2 separate regions of the Mus musculus genome follow, and region 2 is linked to region 1. The links are chromatin contacts, called in public Hi-C maps. All regions are on one chromosome and are shown on one strand. The core of a region is the stretch at or near the end of the contact, and the rest is flanking DNA. Distances in the headings are between cores, read along the strand shown. Region 1 holds the start of Mis18bp1 (MIS18 binding protein 1). Region 2 has its middle 150 kb from the start of Gm25599.

What was found. Hi-C and Micro-C count contacts between places; a contact is called where the count stands out from the background.
Region 2: a Hi-C map of neural progenitor cells shows a contact between it and region 1, with 4 times the contacts expected there. The contact joins the enhancer-like site here to the promoter of Mis18bp1 in region 1. A contact is called at or near these places in 4 of 484 Hi-C or Micro-C datasets (cerebral cortex, cortical neurons, embryonic stem cells and 1 more) and 2 of 115 datasets of contacts at active chromatin or transcription factors (astrocytes and embryonic stem cells).

The regions. Positions count from the first base shown.
Region 1 is chr12:65,168,685-65,174,766 of GRCm38.p6, reverse strand. Mis18bp1 (MIS18 binding protein 1) reads left to right here and starts at 2,187. Exons shown (of 14, transcript NM_172578.2): 1 at 2,187-2,318.
Region 2 is chr12:65,379,460-65,385,541 of GRCm38.p6, reverse strand. No RefSeq gene overlaps it. Among named protein-coding and RNA genes, the nearest start is that of Gm25599, 150 kb to the left of the region's middle. Within about 2 kb of position 3,006, at least 13 of the 459 cell types and tissues checked have an H3K27ac peak or open chromatin away from gene starts, as enhancers often do. A contact at or near this core is called in astrocytes and neural progenitor cells, where this site is marked.

The DNA.
Region 1 (6,082 bases), core at 938-3,437:
TTTCACAGCATCAGTTTCTTGGAGGATCTGAATATAAGCAACGGCACAGTGAAAACACTAGACTAGACCACTCCAAGGGCCTAAGAGTTAATGGGGATCAAATTGCAAAGGCTATTTCTTTGGAGGTGGGGCAGACAGAAGGAAGAACAAAAGGACAGAAAAGTAAGATTTTATATGATGGTCAATGTCCTATTTAGGAAAACATTACCAGCACTGGTATTTGGGGGGGGGGGGGGCTTTGGACCTGACACCAAGTTGGTACATTTTATACTTATAGTACTTATGAGATTGTATTATTTAGCCTGGAATTTGACCACCTTTACTCCCAAATTTAATTCAGATCCACACTCAGTCATTTTCTCATGGCCCTGCAAGGGCATTTTCTCCCTCCCTGATGCTTTCCTCTCCTCTCACTTGCTTCTAACTTAGAATAGTTGGTTGACTTATGATTCAGAAATCTGAAAAAAGTCACTTAAATTTCTTTTCCCTAGGACAAGGACCTAGAGCCTTGTGCATAGTAAGTAATCTGCCATGAAACCACACCCTAGCACTCTTTAGGTTTTGAGACTGGATCTCGTTAGGTCATCCCTGCTGGCCTCAAACTCATTCTGTGACCCAAGATAGATTTAAAATTTTAATCTACTACCTAAGCCTTTGGACTAGCTGAGAGCAGAGCTACATTATCCACTTAGCCCACTTCCATTCTTAATGTTAAATTCATGATCCCCACCCCCACCCCCCACCGCATTCCCAGGCCCCCTGTTGGGATTGTGAGTCAATAGAGGTATGGTCAAAGGGCAAATGAAAAACACCATGCTCCTGACTTGACCCTAAGACCAGGGCTAAGAGAAAAACCACCTTGACCTTTACTTGATCGCAAGCCCAAGACTAAGGTTAAGAAACAGAGTCCCTCGGTCTCCACCCTCGGGGTCCCCCGCCAAGAATTCCAATATAATATCCCTGCCTCAATCAAGCTCAGGTCCCTGCTTCTTCTAAAGGCAACCACTCTCCTGTGTGAGGTGTGTTGTGTCTCAACCGCTGGAGCAGAACTGCTATGCCAGCTTTGTGGATACCTTCCCTGGCAGCTGAGGAAGAGATATAACACATCTGTAGGGGAAGCAGTTCCTTTCAGAGCCCCAACACATACTACAGGCTGCCCTCCGATTGATTCTCCATCCTCTTGCCTCAACCTCCCAGTCTTAGGATAACAGGCATGTACTATCAAGTGGCAAAACAGACTTCAGGAACCAGTGCCACAAAACGCACTGCAACCGACATTCACTGAGAAAAGAAATTCTACTATGGTCCTTAGATTTTTTTTTTAAAGATTAATTTATTTATTTTATGTATATTGAGTACACTATAGTTGTACAGATATGGTTGTGTACAAGGTTGAGCCTTCATGTGGTTGTTGGGAATTGAATTTTTTTGTTTGTTTTGTTTTGGAGACGGTTTCTCTGTATAGTCCTGGAGCTCACTTTGTAGACCAGGCTGGCCTCGAACTCAGAAATCCGCCTGCCTCTGCCTCTGTGCTGGGATTAAAGGCGTGCGCCACCCTCCGGCCCAAAGATTTATTATAAAGAACACTGTAGCTGTCTTCAGACACACCAGAAGGGGGCATCCGATCCCATTACAGATGGTTGTGAGCCACCATGTGGTTGCTGGGAATTTAACTCAGGACCTCTGGAAGAGCCAGTTCAGTCTACTACTTGGGAGCAACTTTTTTTTTTTTTTTTTCCTGGCCCGAAGAAAATCTAAACAGCAAACTGAAAGAAAAATTCTTTCAAACTCTCTAAAGCAGTTTTTCTCCTCAGAAACGGACTACACTGAGAAAGCGCAGCCTAGAACTAACAAGTGTGGCCCGCAAGGGTCAAATTTAGTAAATCGCGCCTCGGTAAGCGCCGCTGGGCGTCAACCGTCGTGGGGTTTTCTCCCCGCGGAGCATCACGGGAGGAGTGGCGAGGCGCTCCCGGGGGCCCGCCTTGTGGAGAGAAACAAACTCCACGAGCAACCGAGGGGCTTCGGTCGGACGCTTTCCGCTCTCACAGCCTCGGGCCGCTCTGGGCTGTGCTCCTGTTTCCTGGAGTTCCGGAAGACGCGCCGTGTCGCAACCTCTGCGCGGGCCAATCGCAGGCACCGGGGGGCGGGCTCTCGGGATTTGAAATCCAGCGCTATTTGTCCGTGCTGGGGAAGTGGACGAGGAAGGCGAGCGGAGTTTCAGTCTGCGGACACGCGTGGAGCCCTTGCCCGGGCCTCCGTGGGTCTGAGGCGCTGCGAGCCCTGGGTAACCACGGCCTCGAGCTGCTGTCCTCACCAAGGTAGGTCCTCTGCTCGCTCAGCCTCGCGGACCGATCGGCCGGGTCCCCGCCTGACTCTTCTCGGGCGTCTAACTTCTGCTCTGTTCGCTCGTTAACATTGCTGCCCTAGCGCCCGAGATTTGTTCTAAAATCCGAAGTCTCCGTGAGGAGTAGCGTGGGAATGCCCAACTCTTTGTCTCCGGACCCAGCATTCCTAGAGGCAGCCGCTTATGCGTTCTTAGGATTGAATACCATGCTTGTTGCAGGCATCTGTAGATGTTAGAGATTTTGTTTGGAAAACAGGAAGTTCCATGGAACACAGGGCCCCCAATGAAGGAGCTAGAGAAAGTACCCAAGGAGCTGAAGGGGTCTGCAACCCTATAGGTGGAACAATAATATGAACTAACCAGTACCCCAGAGCTCTTGACTCTAGCTGCATATGTAGCAGAAGATGGCCTTGTACAAGGCCACCAATGGGAGGAGAGGCCCTTGGTCTTGCGAAGATTATATGCCTCATTATGAGGGAATGCCAGGGCCAGGAAGCAGGAGTGGGTGGGTTTGGGGGGGGTATTGGGGATAGCATTTGAAATGTAAATGAAGAAAATATCTAATAATAAAAAAGAAAAACAGAAGGTTCCTTCATCCTATCCTTAAAGTATAACACTGTACAGTCAGGCGCATTTGTTGTTGTTTATTTTAGAGATTATAATTTACTTAGATTCTCCTCCCCCCTTCCTCCCTCCAAACCCTCCCTTACAAACCTCCCTACTCTCTTTCAAATTCAGTGGTTCATTTTCACCAATAACAGTTGCAAATATGTACACACACACATATATATTCCTAGCTATAACCTGCTGAATCCGTGTAATGTTGCCAGTATGTATGGTTTGTTGTTGTTGTTTTATGGGTTTCTTAACGTGCTTATGCTCATAAGCATGTGATGTGGGTTTTTTAAAATGTGGCTATCAAGTCTGTTTTGCCATTTAATCCTTCTGCAGTTTTTAATGTTCTTATTGTTTTTGTTGTTGAGTACATCGAATTGAGATTTATAAATGAATTGTCACTAGGAGAAGCAGGAGCTGGTAGGTGGTAAGGTGCTCTACTATTTAAATCTCCTGCAGGATTTGTCTTTTGAATATGCCTGGTTTATCCACACAAGCATTCCTCATGATATCATGCTAGTAGAAAATTTACACATACATTTCACCAAGCGTGTAACAGTGCTTGGGTAGAAGTGCTGCAGCAGGGTTCTACTGGGGAGTCTTCTGGCAATGATGCTTTGGAAGCTGAGGGCTGAACCCACATTTGCTGTGAAAATCCTTCAGCTGTGGCAGGCTGGGTGGAATATTGCATCGCTGGAGGTCCCAGGAGACACTTAAGAGCAGGACATTGACTTGGTCCTGTGTGGGCTTGGCAACAGTACCTGAAGTTCCTTAGTCACTGAGGCCAATGTCTCAAGTCTTCTTGTCACTGGCTAGAGACACCATTCTCAAAGTTTCAGAATTTATTAGGGGGGGGGGGGAGGTAGTGGTGTTAGCGTTGTACTCTTAGGGCCCACAGCTTGAGATTGGTTTACTTCCATATCAACACCATCTTGGGGTTAGTTCATTAGCACACTGGCCCTGTCTGGGCTAGGCTCCTATCTGAGCTTCTGGATGGCCTCTGGTGGCTTGCTTCTGAAACCTAGTTCTTTAACTATCATGATTTCAAGTTACACCAAATGACTATTAAGCTATGTGACTATTGACATATGGAGGTGAGGTGCGCTGCTGCTGCTGCTGCTGCTGCTGCTGCTGCTGCTGCTGCTGCTCCTCCTCCTCCTTCCCCCACCCCTCCTCCTTCTCATTATGCATGTTTGAACCTAGGGTCTTCCAGTCTAGGCAGGCAACAAGTATTGGCCACTGGCTGTAACCTCATGTTTACCTTTTCTTTTGAAGCAGGATCTGTAGTGACTTTGCTCTGTAGCCATCTTGGAGGCCTTGAACTTACGATTCTCTTGCTTTCCAAATAACTGGGTCTATGGGCCTTGTGCCTCAGTTCAGCTTTTATCTGTCCTTAACATTTCTGGTCTGTTGATACAGATTGGGCTTGTTTTCAGCTTATTTGCATTTTAAAAATATTTATTTATTGTATGTATGTGAGTACATTGTCGCTGTCTGCAGACAAACTAGAAGAAGGTATTGGATACCAGATGGTTGTGAGCCACCATGTGGTTGCTGGGAATTGAACTCAAGACCTCTGGAAGAGCAGTGAGTGCTCTTAACTGCTGAGCCTTTCTCCAGTCTCTTATTTGCAATTTTTATTTGTGAAGTATTTCATCAGACTGAAGGACTGAGGGTACGCAATCCATACTTTGCCAGTTTTCCCTGGCATTGTACAGTCTATTCATTTTTATTTTTGAGATAGTGTAGCTTTATTGGCATTATTAGTGGCTTTATTGGCATTATTAGTGGCTTTTACTAACTCCCATCACTGCCCACCTGATAAATATACATCTCTTGAGTGCTAAGGCCAATATAGGTCATATAGTTTGGTGGTTTTCTGCATACTTATGCCCTAGCTTCAATCTCTTGCAGTGCTAAATTTAAAAAAAAAATGAATGAATGAATGAATGAATGAATGAAGCACATCAGTTTATAGCTGTTGAGCTAAAGATTATGAAAAAAATGCACGGCTTTTCTGTCACAGGGAGTCCTGGCCCTCAGGAAGCAGAGGCAAGCCAGCCAGGGCTAGACAGAGAAATCCTGAAAAATACATCTCTGCAGTCCCCCTTATAATAAATCATTAGGTAAAATAGGACTTTATATATGAATTTTCAAGTTGCTTATTTATTTTTGAAAAAAATGATATCTTTTGATCTAATTGCTTTAATAAGTTCTGGGCACTTAGGATTGTAATATTAATTTTCCACATTAATATAATATATTGTTATATACTTGGAATTTTATTTCTAGTTATGGAAAGTAAAATTTACGAGTAAGAAACAAACCAGGTGTAGTAATACATGCTTATAATCCCAGCACCAAGAGGGGTAGAGTGGGAACGGTTCAGGGTTGATGCCAGCCTGGACAATAAAGCAAAACTGTGTCTCAAAAAAGAAAGAAACAAACAAATTTAAGACCGTGTATATTTAAATTAATAATTTTTTCCAAAAATTCTAAATAGCAATATATGTAAAGAATTATGCTAAAAACAAGTTCCTCTTTATTAGAAGTTTTCAAATAACATAATTAAATATTCTGGAGCACAATAGAACCAGGCCATTTTAATAATTAAATGAGTATTTCAGGCATTTACTTCGATCATTATTGCTTCTGACTTAAACTTTTTAAGTGCATAAAGGGAAGTACACTTGTTAAACTTAATATTTTATAGCCTAATATGTAGCCTAATAGCCTAATGCAGATGTCATTCTCTTTATGCAAACACTAGATTGGAACTTTAGAGAGTTATGCTTAAATAAATTTCACTGCTGAAGTAGAATGCTTTTATAGCATGCTCAAGACCCTGTGTTAATCCCCAGTGTCAGAACTAAAAGTGGACAGGAAACTCATCCTCGTTGGCTGTAAAATCCCTTACAGGAACGCATTCCTGTAGCTGTCAAGTATATCTCAAAACAGATATTCACAATTCAGAACTTAAGGATATTAACCGTTATTTGTTGGATGGTGCTTTTTTTTTAATGGGATATTTTATGTATTTACATCTCAGATGTTATTCCCTTTCCTGATATCCCCTATAGAATCCCCTATCCCATCCCCCCTGCTCCTGCTTGTATGAGAGTA
Region 2 (6,082 bases), core at 1,757-4,256, 210 kb before region 1:
GGGGGAGTCCTCATGTTGTAGGTCTTTCACTATAACCTACTGAAGGCCTCTAGCAGGAAAGAAAGCAGTCCCAAAAGATATATGCTCAAATAATCGTAAACAGAAAAAAAAAAAAATAGAAACTTTGCAAATATGTTGGGTCCTCATCCTAAATGTACTGTAGGCTCTTAATCCAGTGACTTCCTTATATGTATAGCAAAAAGGAAGGTACAGAGATACCATATTAGCCTGTTTTATTGCTCTAGTGAAATACCTGAATCTGTAAAGTTTTTTTTAAAAGAAGGTTTATGTAGTTCACAGTAATAAAAGCTGGAAATCCAAATGATCCAGCTCCATTGGTCCAGCCTCTGGCAAGGACTCCCTTAAATGGGTCAAAACATGGCCAACAGCAACATGAACAGAGATTATGAGACAGAGAGTGATCATAAAGAAAGGCAAGAAGTCAGTGCCCAGTGTTGATCTTCCATAAAATCTCAAGACTGTCAAGGGCTACAATCTCACAAGAACTTTACTAGTGCTGGCCTGGTGCACTCTTTCAGACCAAATTACCTTCTAAACATCTCCCATCTAAAGAGTTCCACCATCTACCGCTGGTACCTTGGAAATCAAGATTCCAGAATATAAACCCCATGAGACACAATATACCCATGCTTATACCATAGCAGACACACAAAAAGACTATTATATGAAGGTCAATGCAGAATTTACAGCTAATAGCCAAAGAACACAAATAATTGACCCTACCCACTTGGAGAAGAGCCTAGAACAAAATCTCCTCAGATCCTTCAGAATGATCTAACCCTGAAAACAGCCTACCTTGGGAGTCTGACCTCCACAAGGTGAGACAATAAACAAACAAGTCTGTTTCTGTCAGCTACTTAACTTAGCTTGTGCTCTCATAGAAACATCTACACAAAGAGGGCAGAGCAGCTGAAAGATCCTGACAGAATGTAAAAGGTCACAGAAGCCCTGAAATTGGCAAAATAGATTTCATTGTTAGCAGAACTAGCTTCACTGATTTAGAAAAATAGAGGTACACAATGCTCTGGCCACTCCTTGAACCCATGTGTCTGATAGAGTCAGAAAATCTCCCCAGCAACCACAGCTAGGCCAATCCGGAGTTGCTACACCTGCACCAGACTCTTTCCTTGTACCCCTCCCATATTCATTTCTTGAGAATAGACATTGTTTAGATCTGGAAATCCCCTACTCCCCCCTTCTCCTCCCCCCCCCCCAGGGCCTATAAAAACTGAGACCCCCTTTTCCCTCAGGGTTGACTCCTCTACCCCTGCGTGGGATATGAGTCATCCCCAGAGCTCTAGCTTTCCCCGGAATAAAGCCTCATGTGGTTTGCATCAAGCTTGGTCTCCCATGAGTTCTTGGGTGTCCGCTATTGTCCAGAGACCTGAGCAAGGGGCTCCTCACGGAGTCTTTCACAGCCAATAGCAGCCACCAATTCTAATTAACTTTTATGTTCATCTCTTCTCAAAAGGTTACAATTTCTTTTGGAGTATGATGATGAAATTTATATTGGCTGAGGTGGGTAGACTGCTTCTATTATCTGAAGTCATAAACAGGGTGATAGCTTTGAGTAGCAAACAACAAAACTAGCTCGGACTAGTGTAAACAAGAAAGTAAAAATGCTGCAGAAGCACGTAGGAGTTTTAGGAGCACATAGTCAGGTTCTCAGAGCAGCTAGCCATAAAATGTCAGATTCAGACTCCAAACAGTGCAGCTGGATTTTAGATGTGCTTGCTCATGGCCAGTTGTAACATATTACTAAGCCATCTAGAACACTGTTTCTCAACCTCTGGGCTGAAACCCTTTTGGGAAGCGAAAGACCTTTTTACTGGCGTTGCCTTGACCATCAGAAAACAGATATTTACATTAAAATTCATAGCCTCACAAAAGCTACAGTTATGAAGTAGCAACAAAAATAATGTTATGGTTGAGGATCACCACAACATGAGGAACATTAGAGGGTCTCAACGTTACGAAGGTTGAGAACCACTGCCCTAGAAAGACTCAGGCCAGAGGATGAGAATTCAAGGAGAAGGATCTCAACTGTCAAACTTTCGTTCTTTTTGATTCATTCATTGATTCATTCGTTGATTCATTATCTTTTTGTGGTGCTGGTGACGGAACCCTGATCTTTCTCCTGTGTAGGACAGGCACTTCCCCCAAAGGGCTACTCCCCAGTCCCATTTTGTATTAAACCCACTGGGCTTCAAAACAAAACAAAAACTTCTGACTATAAAGAGGATTGGGGATTTGTGGCAGCAGGGACAAGGAAAGGAGAATGTTGCGCCCACCTCGTCCAGCAAGGAAGACACAACACGGTCGGATTCTTCTCAACAGCTTTATTGCAGGAACGCCTCAATGCTGCTATGGGAACCCTGGGTACCCAGGGAGGACTCCTTATATACACCCCAGCACAGGGAAAAGCTTTGTGTCCTCCTGGGATTGGTCAGTCTGCGGGCACCTTAATTTGCATGCACCCGCTCGGGAGGGGTTGGCGCCAGATTCGGGCTAGTGCCTGCACAGTGATGTTGTTTACAGTGACGGTGTACCAGAAACCGGCGCCATATTTTAGGCGTCAGCTGCCTACAGGAGAAGACAAGAGTAATCAGAATCCATTGTAAATAAGTATGAAAATGTCCAAGAGCCAATTTATTTTTTAAAAAAATTAAAGTGAAGTAATCCGTATCTTAAAAGCTTCTTTTTCTTCTCTTGAAATTTATTGTCATCTATCTGAATAAGAAAAAAAAAATGTTGAATTAAAAAAAAAAACAACTTCAAAGTCTTTTTTGAAAATTGACTTGACATTGAGCTAGACTTGTTAGTGTGTTTGGCCAGTTCTGTACAGATCACAAAGTGCAAGAGTGAGCACACACACACACACACACACACACACACACACACACGTTCACCACCCCTAAGGCCTTTAAAATGAGCACATTGTTCTGCATTCCTTCTCCTCTCCCTTGGGAAGAGAAGCTCAGTTTAAAGGTTTAGGCTCATTTGAATAAAAATGCAAGCATGACTTTTGAATTCTAAGACCCTGCATATATTAACTGGCTTGGGAAACAGTTCTCTCAGATAAACTACTTACTTTAAACGCCTCTTTGAGGAAATTATCACTTTGAATTGTTTTGAGATACAGCCAGAAATAGGACGTTTTTCACCAGCATATTCATTTGCCCTCGGCAGTGTGCTCTGTGCTCTACCCAGAATTCCTACCAAGTGCAGGGAGTGCGACTCATAGTTCCCTGATCTGGAGACTTAGGTGAAAATAGAAACTCAGGCCTCATAAAATCAGTTGGGCAGCTCCTTTCAAACTAAGGCTAAGCCCAGAAATCTTGTTAGGAAACTAGTGAGCAAGTGTGGAGAAAAAAGGAGAACACTTCCAAATATTTTTTTCAAGTAGGCAAAGACACCTCATGTGGATTGGATACATAAAGATACAACGTGAATCAGTTGTGGCCGGCATCTCAGGCAGGGGCAAGAGAGACTGTGGGTGGAACCCTCCAGGAGATCCACAGAGAGATCCCATTGCAAAAGTCAAAGCAACAGAAGCTTTACAAGGTTCTGCAGGCATCTTCTGCAGAGCTTAAATGATGATGCTGGGTGCACAAACTGAATTCAAAATGAACGAAGATGAGCTGAGTGTTGATCCAACCGAGTTCAAAGTCATCCTTAGCTACAAATTCAGTTAATTCCAAGTCACTCTAACTACATGAGAGCCTGTTGGGCATGGGGTTTGCAAGTAACAGACTCGGCCTACATGACATGTCCTTTCCCTTGGGAATCTCTGTATGTCTGCATTTATATGGACTTTCTCCATGTGACAATAAAGACGCCTGACCATGTTCCAGGCTTGCCAAGGCCTCAGAAGCTGAGGGCGCTTCCTTCTCACTAATAAACAAAATTAATCAATAGGAAAATGGACTCTGCTCTGGAGTTGGATTCAAACTCTGGCCTGGGTCACATTCTAACTGACTCCAGAGGAGCAGCTTGGATCAGCTCTTCTCAAAATGAGAGGTTTCCAGGCAAGGAAATAGCAGGCTGGGGAGTGGAAGGGTGGTACAGGTAAGAAAAAGCCTTCATGCTCCTCCCATAGCAAGAGGATTCTTGACTTTCACAGCTTCCATGAGCCCATGTGCCTCCTTCAGAAAAGCAACTTATGCATTCTACCTGCCTGGCCATACCCCTTTCGATCCCTAGTGAAGAGCCAGCTTGCCTCCACTTTAGGTTTAAAAGTCATCTTATAGGAGAGACAAACTAAGTTCATTCCTCTTTATGATTATACCTCTGTCTCTCAAGGATTAGGCTGTGCCCCACCTGCAACCTTAACTACAAATGGTTCTGTACTGCCTGTTTCAGCAATGGCAATTATGTCTTTGTATCAAAAAGTTGTCTGTAACCATCTTACAATAACTGCCTTTGTTTCAAAAGGTTATATGACTGCCTGTTGTTATGACTAACTTGAAACCAGGTCTTTGTTTCCAGGGACCAACTTGTTAGGTTTATGTTCTGCTCCTGTAACCTCACCTATTTTGCAAGCCAAGCCCCCTATTTTGAACCTCCCTACCCCTGAGCTTTATAGAAATCTTGTCTTTCTCTTCTCCAATGCTGAGCTTTTAAAACCCAACTTAAGGGGAAGCAGCCTGTGTACATGAATAAAAAACTTGCTTTAATTAGTTGTTTACTTATTAATTTGTCCACAATGATTTGATCTGTCTTTCTCATCCTATCTTTGGGATTAACACATGACTCACAAGTATAGTCTTTGTAATGAGGTAAAATACATTGCCTAAGGAACAAGAGAGTTCTTTTAGGAATTTCTTGCCAGGCAAGCAGGGTAAAGAAATATCTTGAGAACAGTTAGACCTCTCATATAGTACAACCAGAACTATCAGTTACCACAGAAAAACAATTTAGTGGAAACTACATTCTTCTTTTCCAGCCTCCACATAAGTTTAAGAATGATCTTATTATTAAAATTCATTTTTGGAAAATTGAGTTCCACATCTAATAATATTATGTGAGTTCAGATCCGATTTGTAATTTAAGTCAACTAGAACTGCTTGCCAGAATAGGAAATGTATTAAAACCATCTACTCCGATGTGTGAGAGAACTAATAAAGCACCTTCTACCCAGGATATGAAAGCTGTCAGTATACTGAGGTCTTCCTGTGGTGTCTTGACCCCTCAGGGCAGCTCTCCAACCCAGAATAGACAAATGAGAGTTTAAGCTCTGTATTTCAAACCTTGAGCTGGAAGACTGAACCCACAATCTCTGGAGCCCTAAAGCAATTATTGTAGAACTCGAAAGGGTTAGAGTGAATCAAAGGTAACATACTCCTCACACACACCATGGTCTAATTTTCTATCTGTGATATGACCCAAGAAAGGAAAGTCACTGGTGGTCTAAGTACTGAGGTAAAATTAAACAGCTTATTTGGTGGAAAACATTGTCATCATAGGGCTTGCATATTTTACAAGATCCTTTTCAATATAACTTCTGGTAAACAATTTAAAAATAGCTAACCTGGCAAGGCATAACATGAATGAGAATAGAGGTTGTCACAGATCATCAAAACAGGCTCACCACAGCTATAAATATGTACTTGTCTTTCATGGAATTTAAAATCTTTTCATTCGCCAAAGAAATTTTAGGCAAAGAATTTGAGATCATAAAAATGGCTTACTGACAAAGAAAATCAGAATAGGAAGTTTAATACTGAAAAATACAATTGAAATTAATAACCCGACAGGGGGATTTGGATAGAGATACTGGGGAAGTTAGAATTAAAATACATGACAGAGCATCTATAATGAAGCAAAGGAAAGCATAGATATAGACATGAGATAGACATGGGTGTAAGTTATACTAAACCTGGGAAGTTTATAGGACAGAGGATAGAGTTGATTTTTAAAAGACAATAGCTAAGAATTTCCTTGAAACTTTTCTAAGTGATAAGAGATATCAGCTCACATGCCAAATGCCAACTGAGTTTATCTGAGTGGAGTAGCCTACAAATGCAAAAATTATTTTTTGTAGTTCAAAGGCAACCACAAT